3 separate regions of the Mus musculus genome follow, and regions 1 and 3 are each linked to region 2. The links are chromatin contacts, called in public ChIA-PET and Hi-C maps. All regions are on one chromosome and are shown on one strand. The core of a region is the stretch at or near the end of the contact, and the rest is flanking DNA. Distances in the headings are between cores, read along the strand shown. Region 1 overlaps Bzw2 (basic leucine zipper and W2 domains 2). Region 2 holds the start of Tspan13 (tetraspanin 13). Region 3 overlaps Bzw2 (basic leucine zipper and W2 domains 2).

Region 1 (4,386 bases), core at 1,547-4,046, 94 kb before region 2:
ATTACATTAAAGATTTGATGTTTCTTATAGTTAGCTGTTTGAAAATCGAGAAACACTAATGGCAAGGGGTAATTTTTAATTCCTTTAACGGTGAAGTGTCTTTCTTTTATGAGAAGTTGAAATAAGCGGTAATCCTTGAATCTTGGAAACAAACCCAGAGTGCTCCTTGAGAACAGTTCCGTTGAGTTGTGTGCTGGTGTGACAGCCTTGCAGAAGACTTGCTGCTTTGCAGGTGAGGTTGCTCTCCTACCCATTTGAAGCCTGAAATCTGGCCCCTCCACAATTGTAAGCAGTATTGACTGCTTATAGCAGTTGCTTTGTGAATTTTCTTTTCAAGGCTTCTTTTCTTTCCCACAACATATTGCTTTGAAAATTGGGCAAAATGATTCTCAAAGATACTCTATTGGAGAAATATTAACTAGAAATTCTGCAGATAGTCAGATCAGGAGATAGTGTGGACTGTTAAGAGGACTTGAGTTTGGGTCCCCAGTACCTATATCGGTTGACTCACCACTGCCTGTAACTCCAGGGAATCCAATGGCCTGGGCAAATTCTTTCATGCACACAGACATACACAGAATTTAAGAAAACATACAGTTTTTCAGATATGTTTTTATTAAGTATTTGAAGCCATAAGACTTGTTTTAAAAATCACATGGTCTAATATGGTAACCATTAGTCTGATTGATTATTTAAATTTTAACTAATGAGAATGAAATAAAATTAAACATTTAGGTATTCAATCCTACTAAAAGGTTCAGTGGTTAAATATACCTACTTGGTACTGTGTTAGAGACTGTAAACAAAGCCATTCTTTTATTATACATAGACATACTGAATGCATTGTTCATTGTCAGACATGGGAGGACGTGGTCTCAGCTGGGTTACTACCTTCTTTGGCAGTAATGTTTTACTGCCATATAGCCATAACCATTTGTTTTCATATTTTCTCCTTTTAAAAATTTTAAGGTCTTTGTGTACACATGAGTGTAAGGTGTGCACACATGGGGACAGGAGAGAAGGACATGTGTGACTGCATATGTGGAGATCAGAGGACAACTTTATGGAATCAGTCCTGTCTCTTCCTCCCTAATGGGTTTCAGAAATCAACCTCACTCACATCATCAGCTTTGTAGATGAAAGCTTTTGCCCTCTGAGCCATCTTTGCAGGACTCATTTGCAGATGGCTTCTTCAGACCGTAGCAATTGAAACAGAGATGAGACCATAAAGCTGAGATGTATTTCTCTGTCCTTTTACAGGAAAAAAAAAATTGTGACTTCTGCTTTATGGTCCTAAATTGAAGATGTGTCATGTGCATAGTGCAGTAGTATGTACGTCATGGAAGGAGGCTATCAGAATTTAGAGATAAACTAAACCAGACCAAACAACAGCAGACCACGCCAGAATGTATGAGCAAACTTCCAAGTACTGGGGCAAACCATCCTTCACTCAAAGAGGCAGGGAAGGATCAAGTCCTTTCTGATAGATCATCTGTGCTTGGCTTGATACAGTGTGTATCTTTCCAATTGACGTAGGGTCTGAGTAGCCCTGGCTGACATCAAAACTGTGACCTCCCCACCCAACCCCACCTCAGCCTCCAAAGTATTAGTAGGATTACTAATGGGCTTCTGCCACACCCACCAGGTTTTCCAGTGTGGGGCAAAGAACGATGCTACTTTGTATCTAGTTAACTGGCTTCAGGTTATAATGTGGTGTGGTAAATATAATACTAAATAATAATAAGCAACCATAGAAGGTGTACTTTTAATGGTGTCCTCTAGACTATTCTTTGCTGCCCATTCTTTGATATTGTTCTAGGTTTGAGCTCTGTCTATTTCTTAATCCCAAGTGATCTGGCTTTTCTCAGGCCAGGATTTTTCACATGGGCTCAGCGAGGACCTTATGCAGGCTGGCCCTCACTGGAGCGGGTTATACTGTAGCCATGATGAGCTAAATTTAGAGGGAAGTGTGCCTCTGCTGCAAATAGTAACAGCCCAGTGACAGATACCCCAGCGTCCTCAGTCTCGGAATGTGAGAGACAGGTTTTGTTTCAGATTTGTTGGCATGTATTAACACATGTATGTTTCCATATCATCCAGTTATTCTCCACATAGAATAGATAGATGGTGTTGACAATAAGTTCCATAAGCAGGCTGTGAAGAAAAATGTAAGCACTTAGAACTGATTTAAAAGTTAGATGTGTTCTGTGGTCATTCTCTGATAGACATAAAAATGTGAATAAGGTGCAAAGACAGTGTTAATTAAGTCCTTAGGTTTGTGTTTTGGATCAAAAATTTTGAGAGAAAGCTCACACTTGAGTTTTTCCAAATACTTATAAGATAAAGACATTTTGACAGAGTTGCATTTTTTTTTCATTTTATTTTTGTTTCCACGTTTTCTAATGAGACTTGAACACTGAACGATTTCTGGGAGTTGAGGGATAATACATTTGGGGGTGTCTGTATGGGGGGGGAGTGCAGTGGACATGTTGAGGAAGACATAGACGTTACCACTTTTGCATCAATTAAAGGTTTGCTGGCCAAGGGTGCATCTGAGAGAAAAGTTACCAGGGAGGTTTCTGGGTGGTTCTCACAGTTGATGTAAGTGATCCCCGTGTGGTGCTTCTTTTCCAACCCAGTGTCCATCACGTGAAACAGGCGGTGCCACTGATGAAGGGTCTGATGTTGTAACTATTGGCACCTCTTAAGGACTTAGACTTACTCCTCATCTTCTCAGGCTGGCATCCTTATATCTCAAAGCACTTCCTTTCACTAGATGAAGTTGTTAGAAACTCGGCGCCGGTGGCACAATCGACCGACTGTGTTTCTGCATCTGTTGCTTTGTTTGCAGTTACTTTTACTTCGTCAGAGCGATTGGTGAGAAAGGAAATTGTGGTTTGGTTTGGTTTTGGTGGCTGTGGGGATGGAGCATGAGACCAAGATCGTGCCAGGCAAGTGTTCTACCACCAAGGAATAGCCCCAGCCCTAGGAAGGAACATTTATTCTGTGAAGTGACATATTTGTTTTTTCATATTCCTAATGACCCTTTTAAACTTCATGAAGTAATAATTGCTTGGGTAACCCCTTTTGTTAATTTTTTATTGATTCATTCATTTTGAGACAAGGTCTCACTTAGTTGCCAAGGCTGGCCTAGAACTTTTTTCTGTATCCCAAGCAAGACTTAAACTGGAAATCCTCCTGCCTCAGCCTCCCAAGTAGCTGGGATTATAGGCCTGTGCCACCAAGATTAGCTTCAAGTCACACTTTTTTAAATGGTAGATGATAAATTCAGTAGCCTGTTTGAATAACATGTACTGTCTTACTTCGCCTCTATAACTTAAGCAGTCTAGGTATTTTTGGTATATATTCATGCCAACAGGTTATTCATTGTTAAAAGGTCCTAAAGAATACATTTTATGTATGAATATTTAATTTTTTCTTACATATGAGAATCACATATTTACCCTCTTTTTAGGCAAGTAAGTTACACTTTACATTCTTTAATAGAATTTTTACCTATTGACAACTGAACATCATCCCATGTTAGCATAGCTGCTTACCAGGTAAGCATTTAAATGCTTATACGCTGCTTAATTTTTAGGCCTTAAAAATGGTCCTAGATTTTTAGGTCTTAGATCAATCAGATGACAATAAAATGACTGGTCCTGAAGACAGAAGGAGCAGAACACTAGTCAACACACACAGGAAGCAGGGGACATTTCTATCAGACAGGAAGTCCTCTGCAGAGGAGGCATGAGAGTATGCACAGAGAAAGGAACAGGATCAGCTGGGGGAGTCGACCTAGAAGAAGCCAGTATGTGGCCTCAGAAACTAGATTTCATCTTGTCTTTTGGAGCAAAAAGCACAAGTCAGTGAGGTTGCAACGCAATGCATGATGGGGAAAATGGGGTCTTGACATAACTCCCATCATCAGAGCTAGAAGCAGAACCTGCGATACAGCAGAGTTAGATCTAATTCATCCTTTCCTGAGGCTGCCAATGTTCTATGCAGTGGCTAAGTTGTGATTTACGTAACTAAATGCGTGTGGAATGCTACAACTGTATTTCACATACATGTATGTTTGCCTTGGTGTGTGAGTGCAGCTGTAGGACAGCAGGGGGAAAGTAATTGTTAGACTGCACGGTATACACATGTAAGTATTCACAGATATTCACCATATACTCCCCAAAAGTGTGGCATGAAGTCTAACTTCTGCCAACGTTGATGTGGGTGGTTGTTTCCCAACCTTTGCCAAAAGTGGTTCTTGGTAAACTTTCACATGTTGCCAGTCCAGTAGTGTAAAAGCCCTATTCCCACATGGTTGGGGTTGACCATGTACTGATGATCTACGTAGGGTTGTTTGGAATGCTGTTTTAAAGTACATAA
Region 2 (4,509 bases), core at 1,117-3,616:
CTTGCTGCATAGGCCAGACTGGGCAGCTAGTGAGCCCCAGGAAGCTATCTGCCTGTCTCTACCTCCTCAGCACTGGATGTCTTTCCTTTTGATACTTCAAAAGATTTTCTTTTGATTCATGCTATTTTTGGTGATGTGAATATATGTGCACTTGAGTGCAGGTGTGCACTGAAGCCAGAGTGGTGGGATCCCCTGGAATTGTGAGTTCTGGGAGTCCGATCCTGTCTTCCTTTCTTCCTTTCTTCCTTTCTTTCTTTCTTTCTTTCTTTCTTTCTTTCTTTCTTTCTTTCTTTCTCTTTCTTTCTTTCTTTCTTTCTCTTTCTTTCTTTCTTTCTTTCTTTCTTTCTTTCTTTCTTTCTCTTTCTTTCTCTTTCTTTCTTTCTTTCTTTCTTTCTTTCTTTCTTTCTTTCTTTCTTAGATAGATTCTGTTATTCCATCTAGGCTAGTCTTCAACTCATAATTCTCCTGCCTCTGCTTTCCCAGGGTTGAGATTATAGCTATATGCTATCAAGCTTGACTTCCAAATACAATTCTCTTGCCCACCCAAATCTTTCAGAATGTTTAAAATACACGAAGTATGTAGAAAAGAAAAGCTTGAGACTGAAGTAGTTACTTCCACCCTGAAAACTGCTTACGCTTTATTTGGATAGGATATTGGTGTTGGAGTCTCAGATTTTCTTGTTGACACTTCTTTGTAAACTGCTTAGTTTAGTTTTATTTATATAGTTTAAAACAGAGTCTCCCTATGCAGTGTTGACTGACCTGAAACTCACAGAGATCTGCTTGCCTCTGCCTCCAGAGTACTGAAATTTAAGACGTGCACCACCATGTAAGTATTAAAATTCTGGATTTTAAAAAGAAAAGTAGAGCAGTATAGTTTGGAGTGCAGAGTTATTTCCCATACTAATTTTTAAAAATGTTTCTGGGAATACATACAAGATTGATAAGGATTGCAAGAGACGTAAAATCCATGAGTGTTTATTTGCATGGTGAGTTCTAAAGGAAGTACAAATAGGCTGGAGTATTTGAAGAGAAGGTATTTAATTAACTTGTTTAAGTCAATGATTTTTATGTTTGTTTTTTTTGGGTTTTTTTTTTGTTTTGTTTTGTTTTTGTTTTTTGACATACATTCACCTAACCGTGAGAAGTTTTAGGCTCAAAATGTACAGTAAATTTGAAAATCGCTTTTTAAAAGATCTATTTTACTATTTTACGAGTGTTTTGCCTGCATGTGTGTACCATGTGCATGCTTGATGCCCACTAAGGTCAGAGGAGGGCACTGGATCCCCAGGACTGGAGAGACAGGTGTTGTGAGTGCCATTTGGGTGTTGGGGTCCTCTGTAAAAGCAATAAGTGCCATAACAGCTGAGCCAACTCTTAAGGCCCTTAAAAATCTCTTTATAAAACCTATTGGTAGAATTTCTTTTGATAGAAAATACCAAATAGAAAATACCAAGCCTTTACTGCCGCTTAACAGTTGGAACCCAGTAGTGAGTGCCTTAAAACCATCAGGCGCACTGGTGCATCTGATAGGACACTTTATTCTATGCAAGGGGGTCTGTCAAATAGTGCATGATATACTTCTAATAATCTAGTTAGAGGTTAGGAATCAGGATGAAGATGCAGCAAACAAAAGTGATGATAAATTAATTGAATCTGTTATCGAAAGGCTTCCTAGCTTGTATTTATGCAAAAATAGGCCCCTAAAACCCAGGATCCCACTACAAGAATAAAGACTCCTGATTTATTTTGCACATATGTATTCATAAGGTTTATTAGTATTTCAAAAATCCCTGTAGATTAAGTCCTCTTGATCTGAAATCTGTCACAATTACAGGTTACCTTTCTTACCTATGTCGAGAGAAATTAGTTTTTATTTGCTCTTTTTAGTCTTTCACTGATGTTTTTCCTTTCATTGCCCCCTTCCCTGTTCTCTGTAAATCTTTCATTCTTGTCGTCTTTCTTTCATTCAAACGAGGCCAGGTGCTTCGATTTGTTTTATCATCTCATTCAAAATGGTGCCACGTCACCCACAGGGCAAGAATGGAGAGAGGTGCTGTCATTTCTCCTGCCAGCGTGGAGCCCCGCCCTCTGCTGTTCACCTGGGAGGGGGGAAATTATACAGAGGCCACAGTCTCGTGAGCCAGAGGCCGGCTCCCTCCAGACAGTCTCGGGGCCCCCTCCTCCTCCTCCTCCTTCTCCTCCGCTGAGCTGCCCCGCCTCTCCCGGACCCCAGAGCGCATTGATTTGCATATCTCTACCTTTGTTCCCTAGCAGTGGCCAATCAGAGTGCAGGGCGAGACGAGGCGGCGGGGCGGGGCGCGCGATCGGCGGATCCGCTGCGGCCGCAGGTTGCAGAGCGGGTGGGAGCCGCTGCGGGCGCGGCACTGCAGCCCTGATCCTGAACCCCGAACCCGAGCCCCGAGCCTAGCCCGGGCCACAGGCTCAGGAGGCCAGGATCCAGAAGCTACTCGCCCAGCCCGGCGGAAGACGCCTCGACCCGCAGGCACCCGCTAGCCCACGCGCCACGATGGTGTGCGGGGGCTTCTCGTGCTCCAAGAACTGCCTGTGCGCGCTCAACCTGCTGTATACCGTGAGTAGCCCGCGCCCGGTGGCACCTGCGGGGGCCGTCGGCCTCCTCCCCGCCTGAGTATTCGCCTGCGCCCCATCCCGCGCCCCTTGCGGGCTTCCCACGCCCCAGTTTCGCCTGCAGCCCCCGCCCGGGACCCCGAGCCTGCTTGTCGCAGTCTCCGCCCGTCCTTCATTGTGGCGCTCGCCCCTCGCCCTGCTCTCTGCAGCCCTTCACTTTCGCGTTCCTTCCCACTCTCCCCATTCTTTCATCCATCCCCAGGTTTCCATCTCAATCCCTCTAGCCGCACGCTTTCGGCTGGCCATCCCATCTGGAGGTTCGGAGGCTGGAGAGCAGCCCGGGCTTAGGGGACAGGTTTGCGGGATAGTGGGGCCTGGGATGGACCAGGCGGCCTGTGGATGGCGCGCTTCTGGCACAGCTCTAAAAGCTGCCTTTTGAATGGAGGCCATAGAGCAGGTTCACAGGATATCCGTGGCTTCCGAAGTTTGTTTCGTGCTTACATAAAGTCTCTTTGTTGATGTTTCTGCCCGTGAGGTATTCGCCTGATGCTTTTCCCATGCCATCTTCCTTCCCCTTTATCAATATTCTAGCTCCATTTTTGGCGAAGTCCTTCAGTATATAGTCCTCCACCCAAGTCGTTTTTATTTTTTTATTTATTTTTTCCTCCCTACGTATCAGCATATGCCTTCCAGCTTTAACATGGAAAACTCAGTTTGATTTTTTTTTTTTTTGAGGCATAATTGTGGCTGGACAGCAGGAAGTTGAGGTGATGTTTATTGAAAACCTTCACCACCCCAGCCTTTTCATTTGTCAATTTGTTATCTATCTGTGGCAAGCGCAGTTGTCTAAATTTTATAACGGTAAAGACCAAAAAAGGCTTTACTAAGTTTTCATAACTGGTAGTTGGAGAGTCTGGACTGGAACCAAGCTGTGGAATCTAGACCTTTCCACAAGCTGCCTCTCCTGCGTGGAAGAAACTTCCTTTCGGTCATCTCATTCCATCGGAGACTTGTTCTCTTCTATAAATACATCTGGTGCTTGCAGCACCCACCCTGAAAACAAACCCAGTTTCCCTGCATTAGCAGAGCCAGGCCATCTGGGCCAGCTTAGGTTACATCTATGGACAAGAGAGGCCGCTTGTGGTTGACAAGCAGAGACACCAGGTCACGGGTCATTTTACCTTTTTTTTTTTTTTCTGGTGTGTGTCTGAAAATGATGGCAAAGCTTTGACATAGGCACCGATGGTGTATATATTTTTCTGGCTAGTTCCTGGGAATCCAGTCAACATGCTCACAAATGGTACACTTGGCAGAAAAATTCTAGAATACATGGTGGCGAAACAGCTCCTGTCACTGGAAATCCATGTCAAGTTTCATATTAAGTTCACCTGTGCGGTGTGAGGCATGCTTACCACATTGCTATATTGTAAATTCCTATCCGTTCTTGAACAATTTCTCTTATTAACATGAATGGTCTGCTTAGAACGTCACATTCTATTTTGTGCCTGAGTCCCCCTCCCCCCCTCAGTGATTCAGTCATCTGTTTACCTGATTCTCCATCTTACAGTGTCTGCTTACACACAGTGCAGGGTACAGTGGCTGCTTCTGTGCCTCTTCGGCTATCTGTAGACATCAATGTGCAATATATACATTTAAAAAAAAAAGAACCTTTTTTCTTTTTTCAAATCAAGTAATACTGCTTTTAAGGTATATTATTTCCAGCAGTATTTACAGCGTGTCGTGAAAGCCAGGAGAAAGAAAAGTTGACCCTAAAGGCATATGTTAAGATTATTTAATATCTGCCCTAAATTATTGACTTCCAAAGTGTGTGTTATTGATTTTTTATCAGGTATGCAGTGAAAATTAATTGGAAATTCATGGGAATATAAATATGGCTAGCCATTCAAAGTCCTAGACTGT
Region 3 (4,231 bases), core at 1,313-3,812, 68 kb before region 2:
GGGCAGGGGTCATGCATTCCCTGATGTACATACAGAGGTCAGGACAACTTGTAGGAATTTTTTCTTCTACTGTGTTGTTATAGGGATCAAACTCAGATTAGTGGGCTTTGCCTATTTACCCAGCGAGCCTTCCTGCCAGACCCACCATAGCATTTTTGACGAGCCTGTGAGTTGTCCATGAATTAGCTATATCTTGTCTAGTCACAGCTGGGTTCCACGTGTCTTTTCATCTCAGGAACAAGACTGAAGGATCTCCCATTTAGGACATTGTGTCTGCATGGCATAGGACAGAAACACAGGTCACAAACTGAAGCCCTCAGTCACATTAAAAACCTACCTGCAATTGGCCCCGGTAGAGACGCAGCTCAGTGGTTAAGAGTACCTACTGTTCTTGCAAAGGGTCCAGCAGTCATGTCAGGAAGAGGCAGTTCACAGCCACCTGTAATTCCATCTCCAGAGGCTCCAACGCCCTCTTCTGGTCTCATGTGCATATATCTACACTCTGACACGTGTGCATAAATACCATTTAAAATAAAAATTAGGAGAAAAAGTCACTGGCAAGTCTGGAAAATAGAGTAGGACATTTAGCCTCTGTCTGCAGCACTGAGGGAGGGGTTCTGTTGATCCACTTTGACGGAGAGGAAGTTGGCGATTGGGAACAAAGATAGAATCTATCACAACTTGCCACAAAAGACTCAAAGTCTGGTTTCTTAACTAGCTACAGGTTGGTTAATTAGGTCACTGGATATAAAAGTGCATCTGTCTTGAAAACACATGTCATTTAACTGAACTTACTAGATCTGCATGCTGTGGGAAAGAGACGCGTAGATTCTGTTTCTCCCAAGAGCTTCCAACATCAGTGGGGAGAGGAGAGGCTGCTTGTGGCGAACAAGTACAGGAGGTGCCTGAGATTTCCTGACTCAACCCATGAGACACTTGGCATCTGTTATATTCTCAAGGGAGTCATTTTTTGTTTCATGAAGATATGCAGCTAAGTTTTATGTAACTGTTCACAAAAATAGTGATGTTAGCTATTACTCAGCACTGTTACAGATGAAGGAAAAAATTGTATAGCTCAAGGGGAGAGGGGATGGAAGAAACTATTTCGAATCCCTAGAAAAAGGAGAAGTTGGTCTTTTATTTATTCATTGAGTATGGTATTGGCACATTGTGTGCCACGAATTTCTGGGAATGGGGATAATTGAAAGAAAGCAAATAGACCCTGGCTTTTATGAAGTAGCATTGACTTCAAGGGAATGGGCAACACAGAGATAGCGAGTGCAGGTTTGTTTTTAATGGTGAATTTGGGGTTATTGTGGTACTTGTCTGTAATCCTAACACTGGGGGGCTGAGGCTAGAGGATTACCATGAGTTTGAAGCTAGTCTTCTAGTATATTGCCAGATCAAAGCTACCTTCATGAGACTCGATCTCAAAATCAAAAACAAAGGGGAAAGTCAAGGTGAAACACTGTAGAGAGAAAATTACCTAGACAAAAGCTACAGGAAACCAGATCAGGCAGAATAATAATTAATACAGACTTTTTGGTAGTAAGGAAGGCCTATGCGATGAGGCTGTGTATCCTAAAACGACATCTTCATAAATGAACTGTATGGGAACAGTATGATTGGCATGCACTTGAACATAACATCAAATCCCATTTTGCAGTCACGTCTTCCTGACAAAGAGCGTTCCGTGGTTATACTGAGCTATGGAGCCAATGTTGACTGACCTTAGTGCCAATGGCACTGTCCTGAAGTATTTCTAGCTGTATCAGCCACATCAGCTGTTAAATTTATTGATGCATGTCTACTTCAGGCCTGCCTGGCAATATGGATACATGAGTAGGAGTGCCTGCTGCCGAGCCTGAGAACTGATTCCTCAGGACCCACATATGGAAAGACCAGATTTCCACAGGCTGTCCTCTGAGAGCTCACACAAGTGGGTCCTACAAACTGCACATATATAAACACACTTGTTAGATATAGAGAAATGACAAGAGAGAGAGAGAGAGCAAGAGCGCTTTTGTTTCTAGAAACACTTGCTTATTTTAAACAGTCTAAAGGAAATCCCAATTCAGTTGATTCTCTGGGAGGGGAGGGACCACTCCATAAAATGAAATTGGCCCCTTCCACTAAATCTGAAATGTCTTGGATGGAACTGTAAACACTAACACAATGATACTGTAAATATTAACGGTGAAGTTTCAGTGTGGTGGGAAGTGGTATTTTGATATGCATGCGCATTTGATAGATTCTCCCACTGACTCTGTTCTGACATAAAAATATATGAGTCAAGGGAAATTTGGGGGTGAAATAGGGGAAGGCTGAGGTTTAAGTCCTGGCCAAGCAGCCTCTGCTCTGCCCCTCTCCTCAGTGGCAGCCCCCATGACAGCTCTTTGTACTGAGTTGGAGATATGGAGCCTTTGGCAACACACAGGCAGATCTAACCAATGTAAAGTTTGTGCCCAGTTTTTAGACTTGCCAGCAGTCGGGAGAATGTGAGAGCTCTGTGAATTGCCTGCATTTCATAGTTAGCTGCTGAATTCACACAGGATTAGACGGTTATGAGAAGGTGCCAGGCTGCGTAGGGGAAGATGACGTGATGAAGATATCAAAGCAGCTATGGTGTTCTGCTCTTTTTATTGTTGTTTTACCAAAACCAAAAACAAACAAACCACACCATCAGAATAATGTGGTAAGCTGAGCAGTCGATGAGTTAAGTTTAGAATAGGTCTTGCCCAGACCTTAATTGAGAGCCACCATCATTAGTGGAGAATAGATAGCAAAGTCCACCATGGCTCCTTTACTGTATCCTTGGCTGCAGCATTTACTTGTGATGAGTGGAGGTCCCTGGGGAGGAGCGGTTTGGTTTTTTTGTTTTTGTTTTTGTTTTTGTTTTTTTTTCTAGTGTTTCCAATCATTTCAGCTTTACAGAAAGAGCCTTGTTAACTCAACGAAGGAAGCAGTGCAAACGGTTTCAGTTTCCTTCCTCTCACTTTAAAAACAATTTAAATACTGTTCAGAGTTTTTATCATATTCATGTGGTCAGGTGAATTTAGTCCTGTGCCATTGTTGATTAAAGCAAAGAAAAAGAGATGGGTGGGTACGGTGAACAAAGCAAGTTTGTCTATGTTGCTCAATACTTTATTTTAAAAGATGCTCACCTCCGTGACTGTATAGGAACACTTCAGTCCTCCTCAGCTGAATGAGCGATGTCACAAGTGGCTTTAGTATGAGAATCCCATCCTAATTTGAATAGCCTGTAGCTTACAAACCTCCTTTTCTCCTTCAGGAACTCTTCCCAGTGAACAGACAGAGTGTGGATCATTTCGCTAAGTACTTCACTGACGCGGGGCTGAAGGAGCTGTCGGACTTTCTCCGAGTCCAGCAGTCGCTGGGCACCAGGAAAGAACTGCAGAAGGAGCTGCAAGAGCGACTGTCTCAGGAATGCCCCATCAAGGAGGTAGGAGGCCGTAGTGAACTCCTGCACAACACACACAGATAAAGGGTAAGGGTGGCGCCCCTCAGCGAGCTAGGAGACCAGAGTGAACTCCAGGACAACATACATGGTTGATGGGTGTGGGTGTGTCCAGTGGTAGAGTGCTTGAAGAAGTATTTACGAGGTCACGGCTTACATCCCCAACACTGCAGAAAGCTATGCATGCTGAGGTGTGTGTGTCTGTGTGTGTGTGTGTGTGTGTGTGTGTGTGTGTGTGTGTAGAATTACACGGGTCATATAACATAAGCTTTCCCTCCCTCATATGTGTTACCATTCACTGTTCCCTTACTCCTAGCACTGAAGTTGGCTCAAGGTACTCACTCAAAATCCTATTTTATTATATTTTGGGCTATTCTAGAAATTGATGTTATTTTGGCTCACATTGCTTCCTCATAACCAGGCTGCTATGATTATCACACTGTTTTATCAACATATAGACTTGGCTGTCTGCTGGTAAAATCTCCCATACAGTGGCACTTCTATTGGATTGTCGATTCTCTACCTGGTGTTAAGCATTAACTAGTACTTAGTGTCAAGGCTGGGCATTTTGCATCACTGGATATAAATGTGTTGCTTGTTTCTATTTTCATGGTCCTTGGAGTCAAATCCAGGACTGTGCGCGTACACAGCAAGAGCTCCACCACTGAACTATCCTCCAGCACCTTTGAAGAAGAAAACAAAAATCCACACAGGGGAAGATCAGTTGGGCCAGCATCTTATTCACTCCTTTAC

Evidence for each region. Hi-C and Micro-C count contacts between places; a contact is called where the count stands out from the background. ChIA-PET counts read pairs in DNA pulled down with a chosen protein or histone mark.
Region 1: a contact with region 2 is called in an RNA polymerase II ChIA-PET map of memory CD8 T cells, with 290 read pairs. The contact joins the enhancer-like site here to the promoter of Tspan13 in region 2. A contact is called at or near these places in 3 of 39 promoter capture datasets (the C10 cell line and the HPC-7 cell line), 10 of 484 Hi-C or Micro-C datasets (CD4 T cells, CD8 T cells, CD8 central memory T cells and 6 more), 5 of 115 datasets of contacts at active chromatin or transcription factors (bone marrow-derived macrophages, effector CD8 T cells, memory CD8 T cells and 2 more) and 2 of 9 other capture datasets (adipose tissue and liver).
Region 3: a contact with region 2 is called in a Hi-C map of cerebral cortex, with 4 times the contacts expected there. The contact joins the enhancer-like site here to the promoter of Tspan13 in region 2. A contact is called at or near these places in 4 of 39 promoter capture datasets (the C10 cell line, the HPC-7 cell line and hippocampal neurons), 6 of 484 Hi-C or Micro-C datasets (bone marrow-derived DN3 thymocytes, cerebral cortex, conventional type 1 dendritic cells and 3 more), 2 of 115 datasets of contacts at active chromatin or transcription factors (bone marrow-derived macrophages and neural progenitor cells) and 3 of 9 other capture datasets (adipose tissue, liver and pancreatic islet).

Annotation. Positions count from the first base shown.
Region 1 is chr12:36,134,976-36,139,361 of GRCm38.p6, reverse strand. The region is part of intron 1 of Bzw2 (basic leucine zipper and W2 domains 2); the gene reads left to right. Among named protein-coding and RNA genes, the nearest start is that of Bzw2, 20 kb to the left of the region's middle. Within about 2 kb of position 2,796, at least 43 of the 459 cell types and tissues checked have an H3K27ac peak or open chromatin away from gene starts, as enhancers often do. A contact at or near this core is called in CD8 T cells, CD8 central memory T cells, effector CD8 T cells and 4 more, where this site is marked.
Region 2 is chr12:36,040,335-36,044,843 of GRCm38.p6, reverse strand. Tspan13 (tetraspanin 13) reads left to right here and starts at 2,366. Exons shown (of 6, transcript NM_025359.3): 1 at 2,366-2,593. The coding sequence starts at 2,531.
Region 3 is chr12:36,108,937-36,113,167 of GRCm38.p6, reverse strand. It overlaps Bzw2 (basic leucine zipper and W2 domains 2), which reads left to right. Exons shown (of 12, transcript NM_025840.3): 8 at 3,293-3,463. Among named protein-coding and RNA genes, the nearest start is that of Bzw2, 46 kb to the left of the region's middle. Within about 2 kb of position 2,562, at least 12 of the 459 cell types and tissues checked have an H3K27ac peak or open chromatin away from gene starts, as enhancers often do. A contact at or near this core is called in cerebral cortex, cortical neurons and forebrain, where this site is marked.